Linked DNA regions of Rattus norvegicus: region 1 is linked to region 2. A link is a contact called in public HiChIP or PLAC-seq data. All regions are on one chromosome and are shown on one strand. The core of a region is the stretch at or near the end of the contact, and the rest is flanking DNA. Distances in the headings are between cores, read along the strand shown.

What was found. HiChIP or PLAC-seq counts read pairs in DNA pulled down with a chosen protein or histone mark.
Region 1: a contact with region 2 is called in an H3K27ac HiChIP or PLAC-seq map of oligodendrocytes, with 3 times the contacts expected there. The contact joins two enhancer-like sites. A contact is called at or near these places in 1 of 12 Hi-C or Micro-C datasets (frontal cortex) and 1 of 1 datasets of contacts at active chromatin or transcription factors (oligodendrocytes).

Annotation. Positions count from the first base shown.
Region 1 is chr18:65,375,805-65,381,270 of GRCr8, forward strand. The region is part of intron 4 of Tcf4 (transcription factor 4); the gene reads left to right. Among named protein-coding and RNA genes, the nearest start is that of Tcf4, 160 kb to the left of the region's middle. Within about 2 kb of position 2,702, at least 16 of the 93 cell types and tissues checked have an H3K27ac peak or open chromatin away from gene starts, as enhancers often do.
Region 2 is chr18:64,998,307-65,004,637 of GRCr8, forward strand. No RefSeq gene overlaps it. Among named protein-coding and RNA genes, the nearest start is that of Tcf4, 220 kb to the right of the region's middle. Within about 2 kb of position 3,920, at least 6 of the 93 cell types and tissues checked have an H3K27ac peak or open chromatin away from gene starts, as enhancers often do.

The sequences.
Region 1 (5,466 bases), core at 1,452-3,951, 380 kb after region 2:
AAATTGCTTGAGGAAAAAACGAATCCACTTAGGATCATTGCTTAAACACCTCTAAACCGTTTGTGATTTCTTGAAGTCTGTTATTCATGGGCACTTTATAACCCGAATTTAGGGGGTCAGATGGGGAAACCAAAGTTGTACACATCTTCTATGATAGTAAATGTTTTGCTTTGTGATATAGTCCAGGCCCACATATAAAAGAAGACAGAGATATATTTAAAACACAATTGGTTATTAACAAATGTATCAAAGAAAAACAAGGCCACCTGAGATGGTATGACGATGGCCCGTTCCTTCCTGTTCCTCCCCTCCGTTTTCTCTCTCCTCGGGATGAATTCCAGCCATATTGCCCTGCTACGGTGCTCTTCCTATGAGCTGTCATGAGCCTTTTTTTTTTTTTTAATGGTGGTGGTTTGAATGTTAGATTTTTCCCCCTCAGTAAAGATTTGAATTGAATGTGGGCATTTTAATGAGCAATGTCTTAGCTGCTTCTCCCCTATGGTTTGGGAACTGTAGGAAGCTGCTTGGTTGAGGGCAGTTTCCTGAGTCCGTAAACAGTGCAGTGGCTGAACGCTGACAGTCAGTGTACCGAGAAGCCCCTTGGATCAGGTGTTGTTTTACCATCTGGACATTTTAATTAGTAATAAAAACGTAGGTCTAGATGCACGGAAAAAGGGTCTGCAGTACACAACGGCCCAGTGCCCTGCACTAACGCTGAGTCGCGCACGGCGACGTCTTACAAGTTTGAAGCAGTGACGCTATACGCAATTGCGTTCATTCCTCCTATGTGAGGATTCAGGCTTCATTTTCCCACTGGACGATAATGTGCCAAAGGATGACTATTTTTATTAAATGACAAACAATAGTATATAACATAAATAAGCTTTCATTCTTAAGTAATGTGTATGCTTCGTTAATGGCCAAACTTTCCCTAGTAATATATGGTATGGCTGGCAAAATACAGTGTAGGCATGAGAAGTGTGTGTGTGTGTGTGTGTGTGTGTGTGTGTGTGTGTGTGTTGGTTTTCTACTTCATTGCTGTGCATAGTGATGCAAACCAGTTAACCACCTAAATTTTTCTTCATGCTGCACACATAGAATGAAAATACTTGCTATAATAGTTCTGATACATGTCGATTAATATGATAATGAAGGTCACAGGGCACATTCCTGAAAGTGATCAATATTATATAGAGTTGTAACATTGATGGTTGTTATAAAATACAGATTACCAACTCATTACCCACTTACTCACCTCCATAATTCAATAAATTGTCTTTGTGTTAATAAGAAAAGTGCAGATACCCGATTTCATCAAGTTACTATCAGACCACCAAAAAAAAAAACCTGACCGCATTTTTCAACAGAAAGCATGGATCTATTTTTCTAAAGTATATATGCTCTTAGAAGCAATGTGATTCTTAATTAAGGCAGAAGCGGGTACATTTGGGGAAATAGTGACCCTCTGGAGAGATGGAGAGTGAACATAGCTTAGGGAAATGAGTCTTCATATCTTCCCCAGGAAACGTGTGTCGCTCTTCTCTTAAAGATTGTGAATTTCATGTTTGCAAACCACTGTGAATACCTTGAACAGTATCATTACTGTTGAGAACCAACCCATTATCTCTCTCTCTCTCTCTCTCTCTCACACACACACACACACGCACACACGCACGCATGTGCACGTGTACACACTCCCATACACACACAGGTGAGTATGCACACATTCACATACATCATATATTTTGCTTATGGACGCGTTACTTCCAGAAAGTGAGGGAGCAGATAAAATTACCACAGGGTCGCCTGAGTCCATGTACTTTCCCCAGAAGCTTCCCCAGCTTTTGTTACGGAACCATTTCTTCCTTGAGACTTCCTTGGGAAGAAGCTAAGACTGTCTGCTTGCTGCTTGCTTTATATGGTAGAGCGGGGAGGCAACATGCCACGGGACAGTAGCTGTTTAATCCATTTTATTACATCGTCCTCAGCTGCAAGTCAGTGCCACCCTCCATGACAGCATTGACACACTTTAGATGACTTTGTCCCTAACAACAAGCACGCTTTTCTTGGAGGCCGCCTGGCTTTTGTGGTGAGTGGCTTAGATGGCTTTCAGACCTGACCATGGGACCTAGCATGTGTGGTAGCTATGCAGAGGCCATCTTCATTCAATTCATTGGTGAGTGTTAAAGGAAGCCCCAGAAGACATGGGAACACGCCCATTCTCACCGTGAAACTTGTAAGATTATTTTCTATCTAGAGAGAGACTTAAACATGGGAATTGGTTGCATTTTGTGCTGTCCCAGGCTCATTTACATGTTCCAACCTACTTGTTATTTGTCTTGAAACTGAAATGGCGAGGCTACAGGTCTGTAAGATTTTCTGAAACCCACCTGCCCTAACCTTTTTTCATTCTGATCCCCAAACTACAGGTTGTCTTTTCAAAAGAAACTCCTTTTCAAAGGTACTCAAATGAAAAATTTGGGGGCAACATTTACAATTTGAGAGGGGAAAAAAAAGTAATTCAGACTAAAGTGTGTAGCCAAACTCCTTAATCGTGATGCATTTGCCCAGTTCTTCCCTTCCATCGTCGGGCCTGCTCTCGTGCCATATGGCCTACCATGGAACATTTAACTTGTCAGATATAATGGATTGTCCTGGAAGCAGATTTTTGCTTTGAGCACTCAGCTCCTTTCTTGCGTCTCACTCTCGGCTCCAGGCTGCAGGATGAACGATGGCGGTGGAAAAGCGAAGAGGAGACACACAGTTGATTCCCCCGAAGAGGGTGACCTGTGTGGCACAGAATTTTACCCATGTAAAGAGGCATTATCCCCGTCACTGGCCTTGGCGGGCTGCATGTCAGAATCATTTAAATCTGCCTGGACTTAACAGATTGTGCAAACAGTTCGGAATTGAGTGCTTAGGAATAACAAAACCTCGTCATTTTAACTTATGCAGAAATGGAGGAGCCACATCAGCTAAAGGGCGCATATCATTTACCACGACCTATGTGTCACCAAAGCCACCTGGTTTGTAGACAACGTGGACCCAGTTCATCTCTCAAGTCTGAGAGATTTGATTTTTTTAAAAAAGGAATCACTTGATGGCTATGCCTCAGAGCTCCACTGCTTTTGTTTGAGCGGTAGGGCTTAGGTTGAAATGGCCATTGATGGGGGGGGGTAGATAAACAAAGTGAAATTATCCAGCCTTGCTTCCAGTTTGAGAGTTATTTGACAAACGTCCCTTTATTGTAACCTATTTGAAAGGAGAAGCTACTCTTGTGCGGGTTATTTAATCTTTTTATCCGAAAAGAAAAACGGTGTTGGATTCGACATTTCTCTTTATTTGGTACTTTCTCCCCCCCCCCCCCTCCATTTTAAAATTGTTCTGTTGTTTCAAAAAATGTTGGGAGAGATGGGTGGGTGGTCTTCACATTTTGGGGGGAAGACTCTTAAATAAACAACGCCTGTCGATTGATCCATACATACGTATAGCTGGGAGCACCTTTTCTGGAATAACTTTTTGTAACCCCAAAGCAAGAAAAATACAGAAGCTTCAAGCAGACAGTTTGGCACTAACCGATGGAACACCAAACATGGAAAAACAATAAGGGGTGTGCGCATGTGGATTTAGACATGAAATGCTATGTACTTGGGTGGCTGGTAAGCCACGAAGATGAATGGTTTTGTGTGGAACATATGGCTAGACGCACACTAAGAGAGATGCTATTTCAAAGAGTGACTTAATATAAATCACACACACACACACACGCGCACACACACACACACACACGCTGCACGCTAGAAATTTAGCATTTACTTTACTTCTAAAAATACACGTATTGTAGAGAATTCCTAATATAGGCCGCACAGGCCTATTAAAACCACAGTAGTCTTGGGAAGAAACATAAGCTCGCTTGTACGCAAAGAAATTTACCTCTTTTTACAGAACAGCTCTCCTACAGCAGCCAAGAAGCCCTTATTAAAGTCGCTGTTAAATAATAATGTACTTGTGTTTCTTAGTAATCCTAAATTGAGATTACTTTTGTGACTAGCTCTCTAGCCCCTCTTTTAAATTCGGTCAGGTTTTAAGGCTTTAAATAGGTTTGGGGAGTGCCTGCCTAGCCTGAGGCTGCTGTGTTGGGACATGTGCGCCCTCTGCTGGCCACTCCTGTTGGGACCGACTCCGAACGGAGGCTTCTTAATCTCTTTTACTCTCAAGGTATTGAGGGGTGCCATGGGGGCAGGGGTTGTTGGGTTTCCTTTGGATTTCATCTTTAGACATCAATCAAATATTTTCTGAAACTATGAAGTCACTTAAGATTGAGTCCGGTCACTGATTTATTCATCGGAATGGGAACATAAGTTCCAGTGTGGGTGTAGTCTTGCCATCTTAAAAGGACTTACTGACGGCTCAAAGGGCACATAAGGTGTGCAGTGCTCTTAGCCATACAGTCTTTGCTGTTCTCGGCCTGCTTCTGTCTGCGACGAAGCCTAGTTTGTCTGAGTTGGGAATAGAATTTCACGGGGTGAACCCTGGGAGTCAGACTGTGGGGTAACCCTAGAAGAGGGCTCCCTGCTGGGGTGTGTAGTTCTCCCTTGCTTCTAGGAAAATGAGCCCATGTTGCTTTACATCCCAAGGGCATTTTGAGTCTCCTTAGAAATCTGAATGAGCCACCGTCACCTGCAGCCAGTGAGAAAGGTTGTCTGAATGGAGCCACTCTTTCTTTGCCTGGCTTTTCCTACTGTCTTAAGGCCTGCGGGATGGTGATAGAACAGACAATTCTTGACCCCAGGCCACGGTATGAAACCATTCAAGGGCAGCTAAGAAGATGCTACCTCTCTGTACTGCATGGTGGACAGCGCCCTTGGGAGAGAGTATCATTCCCGGCAGTGGGAGAGAGGGGACTCTGTCTAAAGAATGAGCTCTTCTTCAAAAAGCAGTGATGCCTGTTGGGTCACTCCATTACATATTCTATAGTAACTATATTTGTGTAAGTAATTACTATATATCTCTGAGATTATGGATTGAGTCAGCCCCTTAATGGTGGTAGATGAAACTTCAGGACGTTGAATTTTTTGGGGGATTGCATTGCAAATTTCTCTTTATTTGTAAGTAAATCCTAACCCCAGTTCCCAGGCCAGCCCCTCCAGACATGGAACCATCGAAGAACTTAGACCACGAAGGGACAACATAACCTGTAAAGGCTCTTTTGGTGGCCTGTCATCCCAGGTTTGCGTTCCAGTGACTTTAACATTAATTCTCCATACATCATATAAGCGTCATTCTTAAAATGTTATTTTGATTCATTTGACATCGCCAAATAACCGTATCCTAACGTGTAGTCCTCATCACAACCTAACACCTCTCATGGAGGGGCAAGTGGCTCTCTCTTGTCACCATGGTCTTCAATGAGGTTTTGCTAGGTTTTCTTGCTAGTTACCCCCTTGAGAGTGACGGAGCCTCCAG
Region 2 (6,331 bases), core at 2,670-5,169:
GACCCCCACCCTCTGCCCCACTCCCCTTCCCCACCACCTGTCCCCCAAATGTAGGAAAGGAACCCACAAAACAACCCACTAAAGGATAGCCCACGTTTAACTCGCTAAATGAGGGTGGATTTTTGGATCAGGTGAGATCCATGTCAAAGGTGCTTGTATTTTTGCATTGGGCCCTTCTATGCTACACACCTTCAGCTCGTTGCCTAGCAACCAGGAGAGACCCACTGAGCATGCTCACTGAGAAGCCTAATTGCTATTACATTTTACCTTTTTTTTGGGGGGGGGTTGTTTGCTTTCCTTTTATTTTTTAACCTTATTAACCAAAAGAGGATATCTGTTGTTATTGTTGTTGTTGTTGTTTTTGAAGGCACAACTAAGGTCTACACAAAATTGAAAAGACAAGAGAATAATATATTTTCAGATCAAAAGAAGTCATGAAATGCCAATGTCAGGCATCTATGACAGGCATAAAAACATCAAAATTGAGTGAAGGGAATAAAAAGATCAAAATTGAGTAGACTGACATTAAATAAAGTTTGATTTCCCATTTATTCAGATTTTTATAGACTCGTTTACTTTAATTCCTTTATCTTTTCCAATCGAGGCCTGATTGTTCTAGGTCCTAGAGGAGGAAAGTCGAGTTTTAGACCACACGATTAAGAACATTAGTAAGCTTTGTTACAGGACTTAAATCATTCAGACTGAAAGGAAAACCACCTTTTCCACCTACACTTTGCTTCCTCTTTCTCACTTTATTTGACTCCAAATTACAAGCTAAGACCCAGTTCCATTCACTGTTCCACAGACAGCAAGAAATAATTTTGGACATCTCAGAGAAAAAGGCAGGTTTTTTTTTTTTCCAAACTCGAAGATGACTGACATGTTTTAGGTCAGTTGACTAACCAATCCAATTGCTGAACTACCATACCCTATTCTTTCTCCCAGCATCTAGATTTGTGTATATAATATAATAAACTATTCATAGGACACTATCTATTGAACTAGTTTTGTAACTAAATTGAATGTCATTTAGATTTGGTTTTATGTAGAATTTCCAATACACTTCCAAAACTTCTCTCTTTTTTTTTCCCCCAAAATTTCTTCTTTTGAAAAATTAACTTTTCTTCTTAACCGTACGTATTTATTTCACTCTTGTCTCTGCATGAATATTCTAATTTTCTTCTACTTCCACGAACTCGCTGCGCGTCCATCAAGTCTATGGAAGGAAATGTGAAATAGTCGTTCGTACTGAAATGCTTTGTCAAAAATACTGTTAGGGTAAAGCTGTCCCTTTCACCTTCCGGTGCACAGTGGATGTCGGCAGGAAGTAGGAAGAGGCTTGGGAGGTGAGTGCAGTCTGTCTAAACCTCGGTCTTCCACTTGCACTGCACCCTTCCAACCAGAACTTTCTTCTTTCTCCAGGAGCCAAGGCTTCATAAAGAGGAAGCATGCTGGCATTATGCTACCCTTAGCAATGGCAGAGGGGTCTGGAGAGAAATCCACTAGCACTGTTTGCCTGTGTGTGTGTGTGTGTGTGTGTGTGTGTGTGTGTGTGTTTGCGTGTGTGCGCGCATGCACGCACACGCACGTGTGCACACGCTCAGGTCTTACCGAGATACAATACTAACAGTTCCTGTTTATGCATGAGCCAGTAAATTTCCCATTCCCACAGAGACAAGAGCAGAGGGAGCAAACTTTAGCAGCCGAGCCATATTACCCGATATCCTAGCATTGGTAAGAATTCTGGAGCCATAGTGGATAAGAAATTAATAAAATCAAATATTTCATTTCATTACAATTAACCTTATTATGCACAGAAGCAGGTCAACCAGCTTGGGTAATGAAGAACTAAACGAGGGTAATTGGCGGAGTCAGGATTGCAGGGATGGCTTGCGAAGCCCACGGAATTGCTGGTAAAATGGCACTTGATTCCTGTCTCCCTCCACTCCAAAAAAAAACCTACTAACAAAAAGAAAATCTAAGCACATACACATATATACACAATATGTGTGTGTTTTTAGTTCCATGGTTGGCACTACTCGACTTCCATTTATATAGCTCCACATATGCTCTTTAATATGTGAAATATACGCTCCTTAGAGAAATCTTTCCTTCAGCTTCATTCATGCTGACAACCCTCTTCCCCCCTCTCTTCTCTCTTCCTGTCTTCTTTCTCATTAATCCCTCTTTCGCACACACACATATGAAGAGACGCACACATATTCACACATGCAGACACGTGAGCTCTGCAATTACACTAGCCCTTGTTCCCATAACCTACAATGTTTTAGAAGTAAAATGCCTTCTAATTTCTCTTTTCTCCTAAACCTAACAGGCTACTGGCCCAAAGGGACTCTGTTCGGCTAGCCCCTGCTTGTTATAGCAGGCTCACCCAGAGGTCTACCAAAAACTCAGGGTTGAAACCCAATAGGAACAGTTGGTAGTAGAGAGAGCTCTGAGGGATTTTATGAACAGAAAGAAATGCGGCAATTGTGTGGCAGTTTGCTCTCTCCCATCAAAGTGAAGTCAGAAGGCACCATGTCTCATATGGTTATTTTCTTACATTGGTAAATCAGTCCTATCTGGGCCCATGCTGTTTTCAAGTTTTCTCAACCTTAATCTCTAGACATCCTGTAGAGGGTGGCAAGTTAGAACTCTGTTCCAACAAACACGTCTTTGCATTTCTATGAAGTTAATTCGATTCATTCATTTGAATGTAAGGCCCTTAAGCATCTTCACTTAAAGGTATAGATGTTTTCATTCTGTTTCCTTCTTCCCTCTCTCGCTTCTGTGCACTATTCTTCTGCTGTATTTAAAGCACTTATTAATGCTCTGGGCTCCCTAAGAAAATTCTGTTGATTCTGCTTTTGTTTTGATTTTTGTTTTTGCTTTTTAATTTCTATAAGGCACCCGTGCTCTCTTTTATAGAAAACCTACTATTAGAAATTTGGAAGCATCAAAAATAGTAAGCTATATTGGTATTTAGAAAGGGAAAACCTAAGGAAAAGCTATTGGATCATAAGTATAAATAATATGCTCATCTTTTAATTACAAAGGAGACTATTTTCTTTTCCAGTTCTACCCACAATGACAAAAACCTTGTAAATGGCATTCAGTAATCAAAGGCATTGTGAGATCAAAATTTTAAGTATTTATATTTTTCAGGTTGTGCGAAAGCGAATTAAAACTTAAATGTCTTTAACAAGCGCACACAGAATTCCTCAGCAAAGGGCATTTGAGCCTTTCCTAAGGCTGAAGAACCCTTATTCACAAAAAACAAAGTAACTCCGAAATTTGGCAATGTTCCTTTTATTAAAAAAAAAAAAAAAAAAGGAGCGCATATGCATGCCTAGCCGTTTATTACAGTTGAAATTCCTTGGGGGATATGGCCTATATGTAATAAATGTGATCCTACATTTATCAGATGCAAAGAGAGAAGAATCTTCTACTAGCTTGATTGATAGCCCGGATTTTTCAACGATTTGGGAGAGAACTGTGTATATTTTTCTCCTATAAAACAAGTATACATATGCAAATTTCATTACGCCAGACAAAGGAGTGTCAAAACCGGGAAAGATGGTGTCGGCTTTTTTTTTAAAAATTATTATCGTATGAATGCTGTAGAAATGGTTACTAGATGGGGTCCTGGTTGTTTTAGTAGAAAAATTACATAAAACACTTTAATAATGCATACCTAACGTTTATTTCCTTATTAGGAATTGTTAGGAACCTGGCTCGCTTTGCCAGCCTATCTGTCTGCACCTGTTGTTACAAATTTCCAGGAGACTCACACACCAATTTTGCCTGAGTGCACTGGGTGTATTTTCCATTGTTTTGATTGTACAGTGAGGGCACAGGCAGTCTGCATTCAAATAAGAAGGCACATTTTATTCAAAGAGGGAAGTCATGTCCTTGGAACTTCAGCCTTAATGAAACACTTTTAAAAGGACACACTGATTGGAACGGGAAGAGATCCAAAGAGAGGAGCTTCCAAAGACAGGCGGGTGGCTGTGTAGTCGAGAAGAAAGGAAAATTGATTTGATCCGTGAACGAGAACTATAGTATTCCAAGCAACTTTTGAAAAAATCTGTATGAAGTCATCAGAGATGTACAGAGCCGTTGTACGTAATAGAGCAACAGACTGTAAGAAAACCATCCTTCTAAACGCTGAGTTAGGATGAAATCTAACTATTTTGATTAGTTTTAAGATTTTTTTTTTCACTCTCAATTTGCTTAAATGAGTCATTGAAGTTCCCTTGACTAATTTTGGCAGAATTAACATTTCTAGCTGGTTGATTTGGGCATCCAGTGTCTTCGGACATCTGTACTACAGAGACACCCGTATGCTGAAGCCCCGCTTCAATGCTACTCTTACCAAAATAGCACATTTCCGCTTATGAAGAACAGAGATTAGACTTTCCCAGCACAACTCATACTTTTTAAAAGGCGCGTCAGAATTTTAAAGTGCATTAAAGAAAGGGCATTGGCACATTAATACAGCTCCCTTTGAGGAAAGATGTCGCATAATTTCTGCTGAACCGTTGCATAGACCTTCAATAAAGAAAGTGCTCAAGGGAGAAAATTTAAAAAAAAAAAAAAAAAAACATACACACGTGGTGTCCTTGGGAACTAAGCAACTTTATGTTTACGGAAAACTGAGCCCACAAGATACATTGTTGCACAGACTTAAACAGGAGTGGAAGGCCCCAAGGGACTGTTGTTTTGTTAACTTATTTTAAATATTGTGTTTTTCTGCAGCTGTCTACTATGTGGCAGGGACTACACAGGATATTCTAATGTGTGGTTATTATATTTTTCTTTTTAGATAGTTTTCCTTCTCTATCAAAACAGGATGTACAAGAAGCTAATGGCTTTCTGTTTTCATAGAATGACGGTATCAGCAAGGGAACGGAAGAATTACAGAAGGTCTGTAATAGGTGGATGAGTTTGTTCTGAGCTTGGCTCTGGCCAAGTTTCCTCTCTGGAAGCAGGTGCAGGCTTAGTTTACGCCAGGTAAGATAAGGGCTCCCGGCAGAATGCGGGCATCTTGCTAAGCAACCTGTTTGCAGATGTACGTTGAGATCATCGAGCCACTTAAAAGTGCAAAATGTACAAGGTAGAATGTACACGTGTCCGTTTGGTGTACAGAATGGGATGGCATACAAAAGCCAGACCTAAACAGGAACAGTTTGGCAGAGACTGAACTAAATGAGTATAAAATCATCAATGGTAGATGAAGGGAGCTGGAAGGAGGATTCTTCCAAGGCTCAGGGTATTCCAACATTTAAGTTCTTTACAAAAGACAACCGAGAAAACAGAAGAAAAAAAAAAAAAACCTCCTGAAGAATCATCATAGACAAATGTTTGAGTTAGAAATACCTGCTTTTATCTGACAGCTTTCGACTATTCACTGAGCCTACGTCAGTCACATTTATTGTCAGATTGGAACATGTAGAAAACAAAAACAAAACAAAATGAAGGAATTTCACCAAAGGCAACATTGATAAGAGTATTGTCCTTCTAGACCAAAACTCTGCTCCAAGAGCAAAGGTCTGGCAGCTAAGCCTCCCGCGTGACTAAGCTGGGAGTGTTTCTGAAGTTAATAGCTGAAGTAATAGCTTTCACCTGTAGGCTTCCAGCCACAACCAGTTCACAAAGGAAAATGTGCAAAAGTGCCCAACAGAATGTACGCAAGCCTCCCCCCACCCTTAAACCACAGGAGGTAACCTCATCCCTGGCCACTGACGGTGTCATTAACATTATTATTCTTTAATGTGCCAGATAATTTCATTGGTTTCTTGCTCTTAGGGCCTTTATAGAGCACCACTTCTTGAGTTTCTTTTTTTTTTCCTTTTAATTCATTTTCTTTTGTCCACTGTAACTGATCCAGATCTCCCCTACTTAAATCATAAACTGTCCAGAACTGGACCAACTAGGATGGTGTGAGACTAGACAAGGTCACCAAAAATATTTACTTGGCACTAATCGTTTCCAGTCCTGGATGAAGGAGGTGGCGAGGAAGAAAGAAAATAAAAATTCTGAGCAAAATTCAGGCATCAAAGATGTAAAGTGTTATATAGTAGGAGAGATGGTGTCACCTCCCTTCCCGAGGCTCAGAGTTAAAGCAACATGGAAAAGCTTTTCTTGTCATGAAAAGACGGCGATTTATAAATAAACAGACGGTATTAATTCCTCATGTGCTGAGGTGACGTGCAGAATTTGGTCAACAAAATTGCAAAGAGAGCGCTGTGGGCATTTCTAGCATGTTCTGATGTCACGGGCATATTTTGAGAAATAAAACGTAAGACTCAAAACAGTCGGCACCAGCACT